Linked DNA regions of Mus musculus: region 2 is linked to region 1. The links are chromatin contacts, called in public promoter capture Hi-C maps. All regions are on one chromosome and are shown on one strand. Each heading gives the region's core, a stretch centred on a gene start, on an enhancer-like site or on the middle of the called end of the contact. The rest is flanking DNA. Distances are from core to core; before and after follow the strand shown. Region 1 holds the start of Themis2 (thymocyte selection associated family member 2). Region 2 holds the start of Xkr8 (X-linked Kx blood group related 8).

What was found. Capture Hi-C pulls out chosen DNA fragments and counts their contacts.
Region 2: a promoter capture Hi-C map of pancreatic islet shows a contact between it and region 1. The contact joins the promoter of Xkr8 here to the promoter of Themis2 in region 1. A contact is called at or near these places in 2 of 39 promoter capture datasets (maxillary cranial neural crest and second pharyngeal arch cranial neural crest), 3 of 484 Hi-C or Micro-C datasets (bone marrow-derived macrophages, embryonic stem cells and natural killer cells), 11 of 115 datasets of contacts at active chromatin or transcription factors (the 230-238 cell line, CD8 T cells, the HPC-7 cell line and 5 more) and 5 of 9 other capture datasets (adipose tissue, bone marrow-derived macrophages, embryonic stem cells and 2 more).

What each region holds. Positions count from the first base shown.
Region 1 is chr4:132,793,395-132,799,691 of GRCm38.p6, forward strand. It overlaps Themis2 (thymocyte selection associated family member 2), which reads right to left and starts at 2,970. Exons shown (of 6, transcript NM_001033308.2): 1 at 2,866-2,970. The coding sequence starts at 2,959.
Region 2 is chr4:132,729,285-132,735,581 of GRCm38.p6, forward strand. Xkr8 (X-linked Kx blood group related 8) reads right to left here and starts at 3,262. Exons shown (of 3, transcript NM_201368.1): 1 at 2,889-3,262; 2 at 1,592-1,788. The coding sequence starts at 3,181. It overlaps Smpdl3b (sphingomyelin phosphodiesterase, acid-like 3B), which reads right to left. Exons shown (of 8, transcript NM_133888.2): 8 at 3,682-4,475. The coding sequence ends at 4,110.

The DNA.
Region 1 (6,297 bases), core at 1,720-4,219:
TTTAGCTTCTGTTTTTAAAATGTTTATCTTGAATGCATTCCACAGCATAGGTGTGAAAGTCAGGACAACTCTTGGAAGGGAGTTCTTTCCTTCCACCCTGTGGGATCCAGGGATTGGTCTCAGGTTGTCTGGACTGGCAGTAACCATGCCTACCAGCTAGCTCACTCCGCCCGCCATTCTGGTGAGCTGTTTTTTTTTTTTTTTTTTAAAGATTTATTTATTTATTATATGTAAGTACACTGTAGCTGTCTTCAAACACTCCAGAAGAGGGAGTCAGATCTTGTTACGGATGGTTGTGAGCCACCATGTGGTTGCTGGGATTTGAACTCTGGACCTTCGGAAGAGCAGTCGGGTGCTCTTACCCACTGAGCCATCTCACCAGCCCCTGGTGAGCTGTTCTTAAGAGGATGTAGAGGAGATTGAGGCTCTGAGCACCACCTCCAAGTTCAGCAGCCACTTGCTTGATGCAAAGTGCTAAAGCCTTAAAGAACACTAGAAGCTAAGCAATAGAGATCTCACAGTGCTGTGTGCCCAGGGTCTGTGTCCAGTGGCAGAGGATGGGAAACCGCAGGTGGCAGGACCTTTTGACCACCTGGAGCCCCTCTCCCAGGGAGAGCTTTTGGAGAGCTGCTCACAGGGTCAGGAGAAACTGGTGTCAACCTCAACCTAACCCCTCAGGAAAGTGCACACAGTTGCTCGGAGGTGGACCTCGAAGAAGAGGAGCTTGTTAGCCATGGAGTTATATATACCTGGCCCTGTGCTGAGTGTGACTGGCACTTCACTGCCCTGAGGACGCGTGACTGCCCTTCCGGAACGGGCCAGCAGTTTCCCTTTTCTAAAAAAATATCAACAGCAGTTTCTCCTTCCTAAAAGTGATAGCTCAGAGAGGTGGCGTCAGCTCCTCCAATGATTGGTAAAGAGGAAGGGTAGGAACTCAGGCTCACCCTTGGCTGAACAGGGAGTGCCGGGTCAGCCTCAAAATGAACAGAAAAGAGCCAGCAAGATATCGTAAAGACCCTTCCCTTCCTAAGTCCCACATGGTGGAGGAAGAAGAAAACAAAAGTCCTGTGACCTTCACATTCATACCGTGACACATGCGTGCCCCCCCATCAATCAATCAATCAATCAGTCAATCAATGTAAACAAAGGCTCGGAAGACCAGCTGTGGTGGTACATATCTGTAACCACAGAACTCTTACTCTGGAGAAGTCTGAACTACACAAGAAGAATTTGTCTTAAACGGAAAGAAAGAAAAATGCTAAGGATCTTAGCTAAGAACTAGCTAGAGTGTTAGTAGTCTAGGATGTAAGATGGCCCAGGTCCCATCTGCAGCAGGGCAGGTAATGTGGGGGTGGGAGGAGGGGGAGGTGAGGGTGGCTGGAGGCAGAACATGGGGTATCAACCTCCAAAACTGGAATCCCATGTGGTCAGGAATTCTACCACACCTTGCCCCATAGGGTCATCTACCTTCCCGTTCACCTCATTTGCATACCGACACTCTGTGACATCCGTCTGTCCTCACGTCACCCCAAGTCCTTCCACTTCCCATCACCCCAGGTCATAGCAGATGAGGAAACTCGGGTATTGTGACACAGGTAAGCAAGAGACGCTGGGAGGATGTTCTGAGCTGGAGAAAAGAATGACCAGGCTCCCAGAGTCCCACTTCAGGGACCCATCAGATTCCGATGGACCAGAGAGACTCACTGTGGTGGCCCTTGTGTGATCCTCCTAGGTCAGTCTATAACCCGCTTGGCCATCAGAACACTTTGCTGGCAGCTGCTGTGGCAGAGCCTGGCTCGCTCACTCCAGGGAGTAGAATGAAGCAGGCATCCATGAGACAGCTTGCTGTCTGAGGGAGGAGCCCTGAATCTCAGCATCTCCCTCCACTCTCGCCTCTGCCCTCCACAGAGCAGCCCGGTCGGTCCCTTTTCTTCCCTCCCTTACCCAAGTGGTCAGTCCCTGGTCACATGTTATTTGGCCAGTAACTGGTGGCTGTGTCCTGATATGGCCATCTCTTCTCTGCTATGGGTTGCGGAAAGCCATGGGCAAGGAGCAAATGTACAGGCAAAAAGCGGGGAAGGATCCCCCTGGTAGGAGGACCACTCCATCTGAGAATCCAGCAGAGGAACAGAGAGACTCAGAGGCAAGGAGCAGAGAGTTCAGCGGGAGGGCTGATCTGGTGCTAAAATAACGAACTGGAATATATCTTAGTGGTGAGAGCTCAGGGTCCTGGGTTGGATCCTTGCAGAAAGGGAAAGAAGATAATAAAAGAGAACGGAGGGAGGGAGCAAGAAAGAAAAATGAACAGTGAACCAGGCATGGCAAATTCAGGCAGAGGCAGACGGATCGCTGCAAACTTAAGGCCAGCCTGGGCTACAAAACAAGGTCCTCTCAGAACAACCCCAATAACGACAGTGAGCACCCTAGTGCCTGTCTGAAACGATGGACGAGTTATCCCCACTTATTTGTCCATTTATTGTTATAATTGTTCTTGTTGCTTGAGACAGGATTTCCTAGGCTGTTCAGATCGCTCCTGCCTAGCTGCCACACAATTTCTGTTAGCATTACCGAGGAGCCTCAGTTGAGAAAAAGCCTGAGTTAAACTCAGGACTTCTCATCACCCATGGGACAAAAGCTGAAGAGCAGGGAGGTGGCGCCTTTTGGTGCGGATTCATAAAACTTCGGACAGCAGCGTCTGAACTCAACCCCAGATCCCTCAGGGTCTAACTCTGTAGCCCAAACTGACCTGCAATCACTTTATAGAACAGGCTAGCTTCGAACTCATCCTCCCGCCACAGCTCCCCAGTGTTGGCATTACAGGCATGACCCATCATACCTAGCTCCTTCCACCCAGAGCCCGCTCACCCTCAAAGTAGACTCCGGAGCAGACCCGCAGCACGCGCGGAAGGGAGGTGGGGTCCAGGCCGCTCACAAAGTCCTGCAGCGGCACCGGCTCCATGGTCGCGTTCCGACTAGATTTGCTCAGACTGATCGGCAGCTTGCAGAGGACAGTCCGGAAGCCACGCCCACCGAGGCCACGCCCCTCAGGTCGGGAGCCCTACAGGGTTCTCTGAAGCGCCCCGAACTCTTGAATGGGGACTTTATTTCCCCTGACCTGTCTCTTCATCTCTAAAATTGAATCTTTTCTTAAGGTTTCTAATGTGATAAAACACCATGACCAAAAGCAACTTGGGGAGGGAAGGGTTTATTATCTTACAACTCTGGGATCACAGAGGTTAGTCAGAACAGAAACTCCGGACAGATAGAGAGAGATAAAGGGACTGGGACTGGTACAAGCCATAAAGAAACACAGCTTACTGGTTTGCTCAGTTTGCTTTCTTACACAACTCAGGACCACCTGCCCAGGGTTGGCACTACCTACACCCTATGGGCTGGGCCCACCCACACCAATCATAAGTGGAGAAAATGCACTACAGGCTTGCCTACAAGCAGTCTGATGGAGGCATTTCTCAACAGAGGTTCCCAGATAATTCTAACTTGGGTCAAATTGACCAAAGAACAACCAGGACAATTCCCACACCTTTCTTTACTTGGCTCCATCGAACAGATCTAACATCAAGACTTGATAATTTTTTTTTTTTTTTTTTTTGAGACAGGGTTTCTCTGTATAGCCCTGGCTGTCCTGGAACTCACTTTGTAGACCAGGCTGGCCTCGAAGTCAGAAATCCGCCTGCCTCTGCCTCCTGAGTGCTGGGATTAAAGGCGTGTGCAGTTACACCTGGCAAGACTTGATAATTTGATACCCAGAGGTCTGGTGTGTGTGTGTGTGTGTGTGTGTGTGTGTGTGTGTGTGTGTGTGTATGTATGTGTGTGTGTGTGTGTGAGAGAGAGAGAGAGACAGAGAGAGAGACAGAGACACAGAGAGACAAAGACACAGAGACACAGAGACACAGACACAGACACAGAGACATAGAGACAGACCCGAGACAGAGACAGACAGAGAGAGTATCCCTTAGCACAAATTGTACTTAAATTACTGTGTAGCTGAAGATGACCTTGAACTTCTGATCTTCCTTCTTCCACCATCTAAAATGAGTGTGGTCACACACACTTTATTAGATGCTGAGGACTAAACCTAGGGCTTCATGGATTCAAAGCAAACACTCTACTAAGTGAGCTGCATCCTCTGCCTTGTTTTGGGTTTTTGAGGCAGGATTTCACATAATCCACTGTGTAGCTGAGAATGGCTTCCTTAGACTCCTGATGCTCTTGATGCCTCCTCCTGCCAGGTTCTGGAATAACAGGCATGTACCATTTAACTACCTCAGACCATGAAGATGTTGAACAGATAAAAACGATCCCACTTCCCCAGCTGAGATGTGCCCCCAGATGCCTCTTCCACAGTACTCCAAGTTCAAACAAGGTACACAGCTCCCTAGTGTAGTTGGGGTCTCTTAGGACATACACACCCTTACCCTTTGGGTCTGAGGAAGAAGACATGCCTTGTCTATCCCCAGATACACCTCTGTCTGGACACCTCTAGTGATGCAGAGATGGCTACCGATCTCTCTAGGACACTCAAGTCCTCTGATATAGGTAAGTAAAAATGGTGCCGTGGCACAGGCTGTGATCCCAGCACTTGAGAGGCTCAGGATTCAAGTCATCCCTGGGTTACAAAGAACATGGTCGTCATGAGAGCCTAGCTTAAAAACGGAATGCAGTTTCTCCTAATGCCTTGTCTTCTGTTTTCGGAAATAAGATGAAATGGAAACTGACTTCCTTGTGGCTGAAAAAAAAAATGTGTAAGTAGAAAAACAGAAGTTCTCATGGCTCCAGGGAACCCTGGTGGTGAAGGGCTGTCTACTGTCTCTCAACTGTTTTCTAGACCTTTCCATGATGGATTGAATATTTTTCATATTAACAGGTACTGTGAACAGCTCACCAAGGGTCACTGGACATGGAGGAGATCACCAGGAATACCTCCATCTTCACAGCACTACTGCAGGGGTGGAAGAGGAGAGGCAGGGAGGGGGATGAAACGATGAGGGAGCACAAGAGAGGAGGAGAGGAAGGAAGAAAGGGAGGAAGGGAAAACAAAGAAGGCGGAGGAAGGGAGGAGGCTCCTGCACTCAGGGATGCTTAGGGAACTGTGAAGCTGAGAACACAGGATTTCTGGGGGCTTATCCTGTTGTCTTTTTTTTTTTTTTTAAGATTTACTTATTATAGCCGGGCATGGTGGCTCATGCCTTTAATCCCAGCACTCAGGAGGCAGAGGCAGGCAGATTTCTGTATTCGAGGCCAGCCTGGTCTACAAAGTGAGTTCCAGGACAGCCAGGGCTATATAGATAAACCCTGTCTCGAAAAAAAAAAGATTTATTTATTATTATAGATAATATTATATTATTACACTGTTGCCATCTCCAGACACACTAGAAGAGGGCATCAAATCTCATTACAGGTGGTTGTGAGCCACCATGTGTTGCTGGGATTTGAACTCGGGACCTTCGGTGGAGCAGTCAGTGCTCTTACCTGCTGAGCCATCTCTCCAGCCCCCTCCTGTTGTCTTTATATTCTTATTCTTTTTTTTTTAAAGATTTATTTATTTATTATATGTAAGTACACTGTAGCTGTCCTCAGATACTCCAGAAGAGGGCATCAGATTGCATTAAGGATGATTGTGAGCCACCATGTGGTTGCTGGGATTTGAACTCTGGACCTTCGGAAGAGCAGTCGGGTGCTCTTACCCACTGAGCCATCTCACCAGCCCTAGATTCTTATTATTATTATTATTATTATTATTATTATTAATTTATTTATTTGTTTATTTTGTTTTCTTTGAGACAGGGTTTCTCTGTGTAGCACTGGCTGTCCTGGAACTTACTCTGTAGACCAGACTCACCTCAAATTCAGAAATCTGCCTGCCTCTGCCTCCCGAGTGCTGGGATTAAAGGCCTGTGCTACTACTGCCCAGCCTTTTAATTATTTTTAAATCATTTTGTATTTTATTTTATAATTTTTGAGATGAACTTTGTTGCTCAGGCTGGCCAGAAGCCTCAGTCTTCTAAGTACTGGGATTATAGGCGTGTGCCACCATATTCAGCTCCAGCTTTACTTTTAAAAAAAAATTGAAGAAGGGGCTGGAGAGATGGCTCAGTGGTTAAGAGCACTGACTGCTCTTCCAGAGGTCCTGAGCTCAATTCCCAGCAAGCACATGGTGGCTCACAACCATCTGTAATGGGATCTGATGCCCTTCTGGTGTGTCTGGAAACAGCTGCAGTGTGCTCATATAAATAAAAATAAGTAAATCTTTAAAAAAAAATTGGCTGGGCAGTGATG
Region 2 (6,297 bases), core at 2,012-4,511, 64 kb before region 1:
GGCCTCTGTAACAACCTACCTACCCCATTAACCCAATTACCTCCTTTTTTAGTTTGATGATCCCCACCCCCCACCCCCATCCCCAAGACAAGGTTTCTCTGTGTAGCCCTGGCTGTCCTGAAACTCACTCATTAGACCAGTCTAGCCTAGAAATCAGAGATTCATCTGCCTCTGCCTCCCAAGTGTTGAGATTCAAGGCCTGCACCATGATGGCCTGACCTTTATTCTACCCTCGAGCTCCTGGAGGGTAGAAAACTTATTCTGCTTATCTGGATTCTCCAGGTGGCCCAAAGCATGGTACATAAATGTCTGCTCCATCAAAAGTAGAGAAAAGCCTGTCTCCTCAACAGTGTAGACCATCTCAACCTGACTCTGATCTCAAACAAATGTCAAGTTCCTAGCAAGTGCTGAGAAAGGGCAGCCACCTTTCTGCACACCTCCCTCTTATGTGACATAACATGACGGCAAGTGATGACAAGACAGGTTCCTTGGAGAGCCACTGCAGAATGAGGAATGAAGTGATGGGCAACAGAAAGGGGTGGCCTGGGCTTTCAATAAGGTGTGAGGCAGACCGTTGCTTAGGCTCAGGCTGGGCCCGTGGCCTTGAGGAAGTCTCTCCCAAGGCTTCTCACTGTAAGATTCCTCTGAGGGTTTAGGGGGCCCTGCCACCTGCCTCTTCTGGTCAATTGGTACACCTAGTGTAACTATTTGTTTTAAGGCTACTGGCTGGGTGGAGGATCTGTAGATCTTGTTCACAGCTGCGTCCCCAGCAGAGTGACAAAGAAGAAATGAGTATATGAAGGCACTCTGTGGGGATCAAATGATGTCTTGAGTGGATGTGTATTACCGACGCATGCACAACCATGTCAAGGACGCCATTGCCTCAGTCCCATGGGGATGACAGAGACCCCTGGTCTAAGCATAAATGTTTAGAAACAGCTGTCCTGCCAGGCGTGGTGGCACACGCCTTTAATCCCAGCACTTGGGAGGCAGAGGCAGGCAGATTTCTGAGTTTGAGGCCAGCCTGGGCTACAGAGTGAGTTCCAGGACAGCCAGAGCTATACAAAGAAACCCTGTCTCAAAAAATAAAAAAGAAAGAAAGAAAGAGAGAAAGAGAAACAAACAAAGAAAGAAAGAAAGAAAAGAAAAGAAAAAAGAAAAGAAAAGAAAAGAAAAGAAAAGAAAAGAAAAGAAAAAAGAAAATTCCTCCTTAATAAATAAAATAAGAAATGGAAAGCAATTGAGAAATACACCTGACACTGACCTCTGGTTTCTGCATGTACCTGAAAATGCACACAAACTTGTACATATACACATGCACACAAGACCCTGTACTTTATATGCATGCAATTCCCCACATTTCATCTTCCCCTAACTCCCAAGGATAGACACATTTATTCCGCCCAGTGCTCGGATGAGAACCAACGAATGATGGTTTGAGTCACTGTTCCAAGCTCATGCAGCTTGAATCCAGACCAGCTGCCTATCACTCAGGCACCCTCTTTTTTTTTTTTTTTTCCCCCTAAGAGTGAGAACACCTGCAGAGGAGAGAAGAGTCGGCAAAAGTGACAGCCCTGGGCCCAGCACTCACACTGGTAGTATTCCGCCTGGCCATTCTGCAATACAATTGCCAGCACCAGTGTGAGCTGTGGCGTCGCCTCCAGGAAGCTCTCGAAAAGCTTCAGCATGCTGATGTCCAGGGAGAGAAAGTCTGCGTAGGCCAGGTCACACTCGGATGGCATCTCCTGGTAGCACATGGACAGCCCTTGATGCATTCCGTGCAAACACCTAGGCAGGACACACAGGTGCCCGGAGGGCCAGGTCAACCTTCTGTGACGTCGTCCATCTCCTACAGCTGAGTGCACAGAGGCAGACTTCAATCCTAGCTTGTCACTTAAAAGCTACGGAACCTGGAGCAAGCCACCTAACTAACCTCATGGAACTTGCTTCCTCGTCCGTAAAGTGGGGCAAACTCAACTTCTACTCTTGCTGGTCAGGTACGATCCCAGGCGCATCACAACCCTGTCCTACCTACTCACAAGAGCCCCATTTCAGAGATGGGAGATGGAATTAAGAAGTAAACAGGAGGGGCCTGAGAGAGGGCTTAGCTGTTAATCGCATCCACTGCTCTTGTGGAGGACCAGAGTTTGGCTCCCAGCACCACATGAGGTGCCTCGCCTGTAACTCCAAGGGATCCAACACCTTCTTCTCTTGGGGCCTGCCTGTAATAACTCTCCTTCGCAGTCATCTGAGCTGTACTCAAGATGATACAATTGTTCAGGCAAAATGCAAACATTCAAGAGGTCCCTCCCCGCAAGCTGGAGACTATATACAGCTTTCCCAAGATCTGAGACTTCCACAAGATTCCGGATCCGGCCACCCTAGCCCAGCCTCACCCACACCATGAAGCCCTGCCTTCATCACAAGATTCTGAGCCCTTGATTTCGCTTTCTCCTATCTAACAACCCAAGGGACTAGTCACAGTTTGGGGGCGGGGGAGAGGCGGGGAAGAAAAAGTTCTCAGGCCAGCACTTGCGCCAGGGATTGTCTGTCTCACTGTCCTCACTTTAGACTGACCCTGGGTCCTTCCCAGTTGAGAAAAGCACACACCATCCACATATATTTTCCAAGAACCAGTCTATGTCTACTCCTGGCTGACTCCGGGGACACGGATGAGTCAAGCCGGACCCTCTTCAGTCCTTGACGGGGAAGCAAACGTTCGCAGAAGACAGAAATGAACAAGAAAGGTGAGGGGCATCTCTGACTCCAAGACCCTGATGTTCCCTTCCTCTGTTCCTGGCCCTGTGTTTTCATCTCCGCCCAAGGAAAGAAGACTGAACTGGTTCTGATGGCTGTCAACCCACTTTTTCAAAGGGCCGGGCACTCACCTATACAGGTAGCCGAGCTGCAGCAGGTGCAGCAGAGCCAGGAAAGGACGCGAGAGCTGCGAATGGTGCAGCTCGGTGGGATCAGCTGTCAGCCAGAGCCAGCTGAAGAGCTGCAGCAGCACCGAAGCTTGGCCCAGCAGGACCAGTACCAGCGCGGCCCACAGATAACGGCCAAGGAGCACGTACTGGACAACGGCCCACAGGTCAGCGACCAGATCCAGCAGGAAAGACAAGATACTCACCAGGCCTACGACCACGTCTAAGGCCACATGGTGGTGCACGGACAGAGGCATGATCCTCTCCAAGCAACCACACAACCGCGGACCTGCCCTCCCGCCCCGCTAGTCCGGCAGGAAGGGGGCGGGGCAGTCGTCCGGGAGGCTGGGCTGCTGGGCGGAACTTCCCCATCTCGCCCCGTCCGGGGTGGAGCGAGCCCGCGGCCCCGCCCCTACACTGGCCCCACCGCCCAGACCCCGCCCCCAGCCTGCCCTGTGCAGAGCTAGGCCTCTACTGGTTTGGATTCTGCTTTTTGTTTTGTTTTTCTTTTTTGTTTGTTTTTTGTTTTTGTTTTGCGAGACAGGGTTTCTCTGAATAGCCCTGGCTGTCCTGAAACTCACTCTGTAGACCAGGCTGGCCTCGAACTCAGAAATCCGCCTGCCTCTGCCTCCCAAGTGCTGGGATTCCACCACCCCCGGCTTGAATTCTGCTTTTGAGTCTCAAGGAAACAAGAGTGGCTATTAAGAAAGACTAGAGCCTTAGAGTTACCGGCCGCAGCTGTGATCCCTCACGGTTGCACTGTTGCAAAACCAAATCAAAAAAGTCTTTTATTTAAAAGTACTAAGGGGTTTTGCACACCACGTACGTTCCCAGTTCAGACCTTGAGCAGGGACTACATCGAAAGCACAGAATCTCCAAGGCCCATCTTCCCGTCGGCTCACTTCACTGTGGTGATCAAGTTCATGGTGGTTTGATATGTTTGTATTAAAGCGAATAATGCACCAAGACATGTACCGCAAACAAGTTTTGTGGATAAAACATGAAACTTGGAAGAAATTGTGCTTCTTAGCGCCCTCTCTGGTGAATCCAGGTGTCCCATCCCACTTTACTCTCCGCGGGGGGAGACTGATGGCAAAAGTTCATCTCTCTCCATTGGGTAACGTTGCCCAATTTTACCAGGAGAAAGATGAACCAAGTCAGTGGGTGGGCTGGCAGTGCCTACAGTCATAACACCTCCAGTACGTGCAGGCTTGGCAGCAGAGTCAGTATGAGCAGGAAACCAGGCACCAGCTTGGCACCAAGACCATGCAAGCAGGTAGCATAAGTGTTGAAAGCCACGTGTTGTATAGCACAAACGTGCTCGATGCGGCAGCTGTCCTCACAGGTCAAATGGTTGTAGCTGACCGAGTTATAGACGTAATAACGTTGCAGGATGTGAGGCTCACTGGCAATGCGGGTCAGCGCCGTGTGCATGGAGCTGACGCTGGCATCCGGCACCTGGTAGGCCTCCGTCAGGCGGTACTCCTGCTCCCACCGTGGGGTCTCTTGTACATTCGCCTGCCTCAGGTTCAAGAAGTAAGTCACCAAGTCCTGGATTAGAGGCGCAGGGTATGTCAGCAACGAGCAGTTGATTCGTTCTGCCCACAACCCAACTTCTCCCCAGGCGCTCTAAATCGATCAAACAGCCGCTGTTTGTTACCCTGAGCTTGGTTCCAATGAGGTGACTGCATCTGAACCCCCATTTTCCTGGTGAAGACATGGAGGCCTTAAAGAGGTCGTTATGGTTTGAATCTGAAGTGCCCCCCCGCCCCCCCTCCCTTCATTTTGAATGTTTGTTTCCCAACCACTGTAGCATTTTTAGGTAGTGGATTCCAGCTGGCAAAAGGAAACCTTTGAACCTGGTTCTGGATCCTGCCCAGTGGCGATATGAGGGGCTCCTGATACATTGCCACAGTGCTTCGGCACCATTAACTGCCAGGCCTTCACAGGTTGGTATAGCAATCACAGCATTGCAAAAGTAATGTTGCCTTCTCGGGGTCTGCGAGCTTTCAGGGGCAGGGCGGGATTAGGACGCAGAATGTTCACCTCACTACGGGTATGAGTTTCCTGTTCTGCCAAACTGGTAGGCACCACGCGCTCTTCACAGACGCTCTAATGCTCAGGAAATCTTCACAGAGTGAAGGGGAATAAAAATGGTGGTGGAGGAGGTGGGAAGGTGGGGGAGGCGGCAGCGGGGTGGGGGTGGGGGTTGCCTGGCTGGCGGATGTTATGAAATTGTAGCTGATAAAGGTTTCCCGTTCAAAGACTCAGCAGTGCCTTCAGACAGGCCGGTAAGAGGAGCTGGGTGAATGGGTGGGACCTGCATGTGCCAGGCACATGGCATTGTTGCACTAAGTCCCCTCAGTCCTGTGACTTTCCAGGGTACAGAGAAAGCAGTGAATCGAGCGTGTAGACAATAGGCTAGACTCTTACAAATCCTCAGGCCTGGGGCCAACAAGATGGATCCCTAAAATCCACACAGTGGAAGGCATGACAGATAGAAGGCAAGAACTAACCTTGTCAAGTCACACACACACACACCAGTTTTCTCTTTCTTTCTTTCTTTCTTTCTTTCTTTCTTTCTTTCTTTCTTTCTTCCATTCCTCAGACGGGAGCAGAAGACATGGCTTTGTGTTTAAGAGTACTTTTTAAAAGATTTACTTTATGTAGAGAGAATATGCTGTATATTGTATGGATGTATCACCTGTCAATTAGAAGACCTATGGCCTATAGGAGAGGGTAGAGTAGAAGGTGGGACATCCAGGAGGCAGAAAGAATTCTGGGATAAAGACAAGCGGGAGAGGTTTGACCAAGGAAGATCACATGGTACCTGAGCACAGGTAACCAGCCATGTGGCAGAATGTTGATTAAAATAAATGGGTTAATTTAAATCATATCTAGTCAGAGAAGAGCCTAGCTCTACAGGCAAGGCATTTGTAAATATATCTTGAGTCTGAGTTTCTGGGAGCAAGGGGCTGGGAGGAAGAACCAGGACCTAAGTACAATTTAATTTTTAATTTTGTGAGGCAGCGGATATGCACACGTGTGCAGGTACCCACAGAGGCCAGAGGAAGCTGTCAGAGTCTCTGGAACTGGCCCTACAGGCAGTTGTGAGCCGCCTGATGTGGGTGCTAGGGACGGAACTTAAGTGATCTACAAGAGCAGTGTATACTGTTAACCACTGAGCCACCCCACCCATGGGCACTTCTGCACAACTCTGAGGAACCTAGTTTATATCCTAGCTCGCTCTCCCCACCCCCACCCTCATCCCCCAGACCAAGCAGGGCACTGTGGCTCATAGCTGCAATCCCAGCACTCAGGAGACTGAGGCAGAAAGGATGTATCAGGGCTGGAGAGATGACTCAGCAATAAC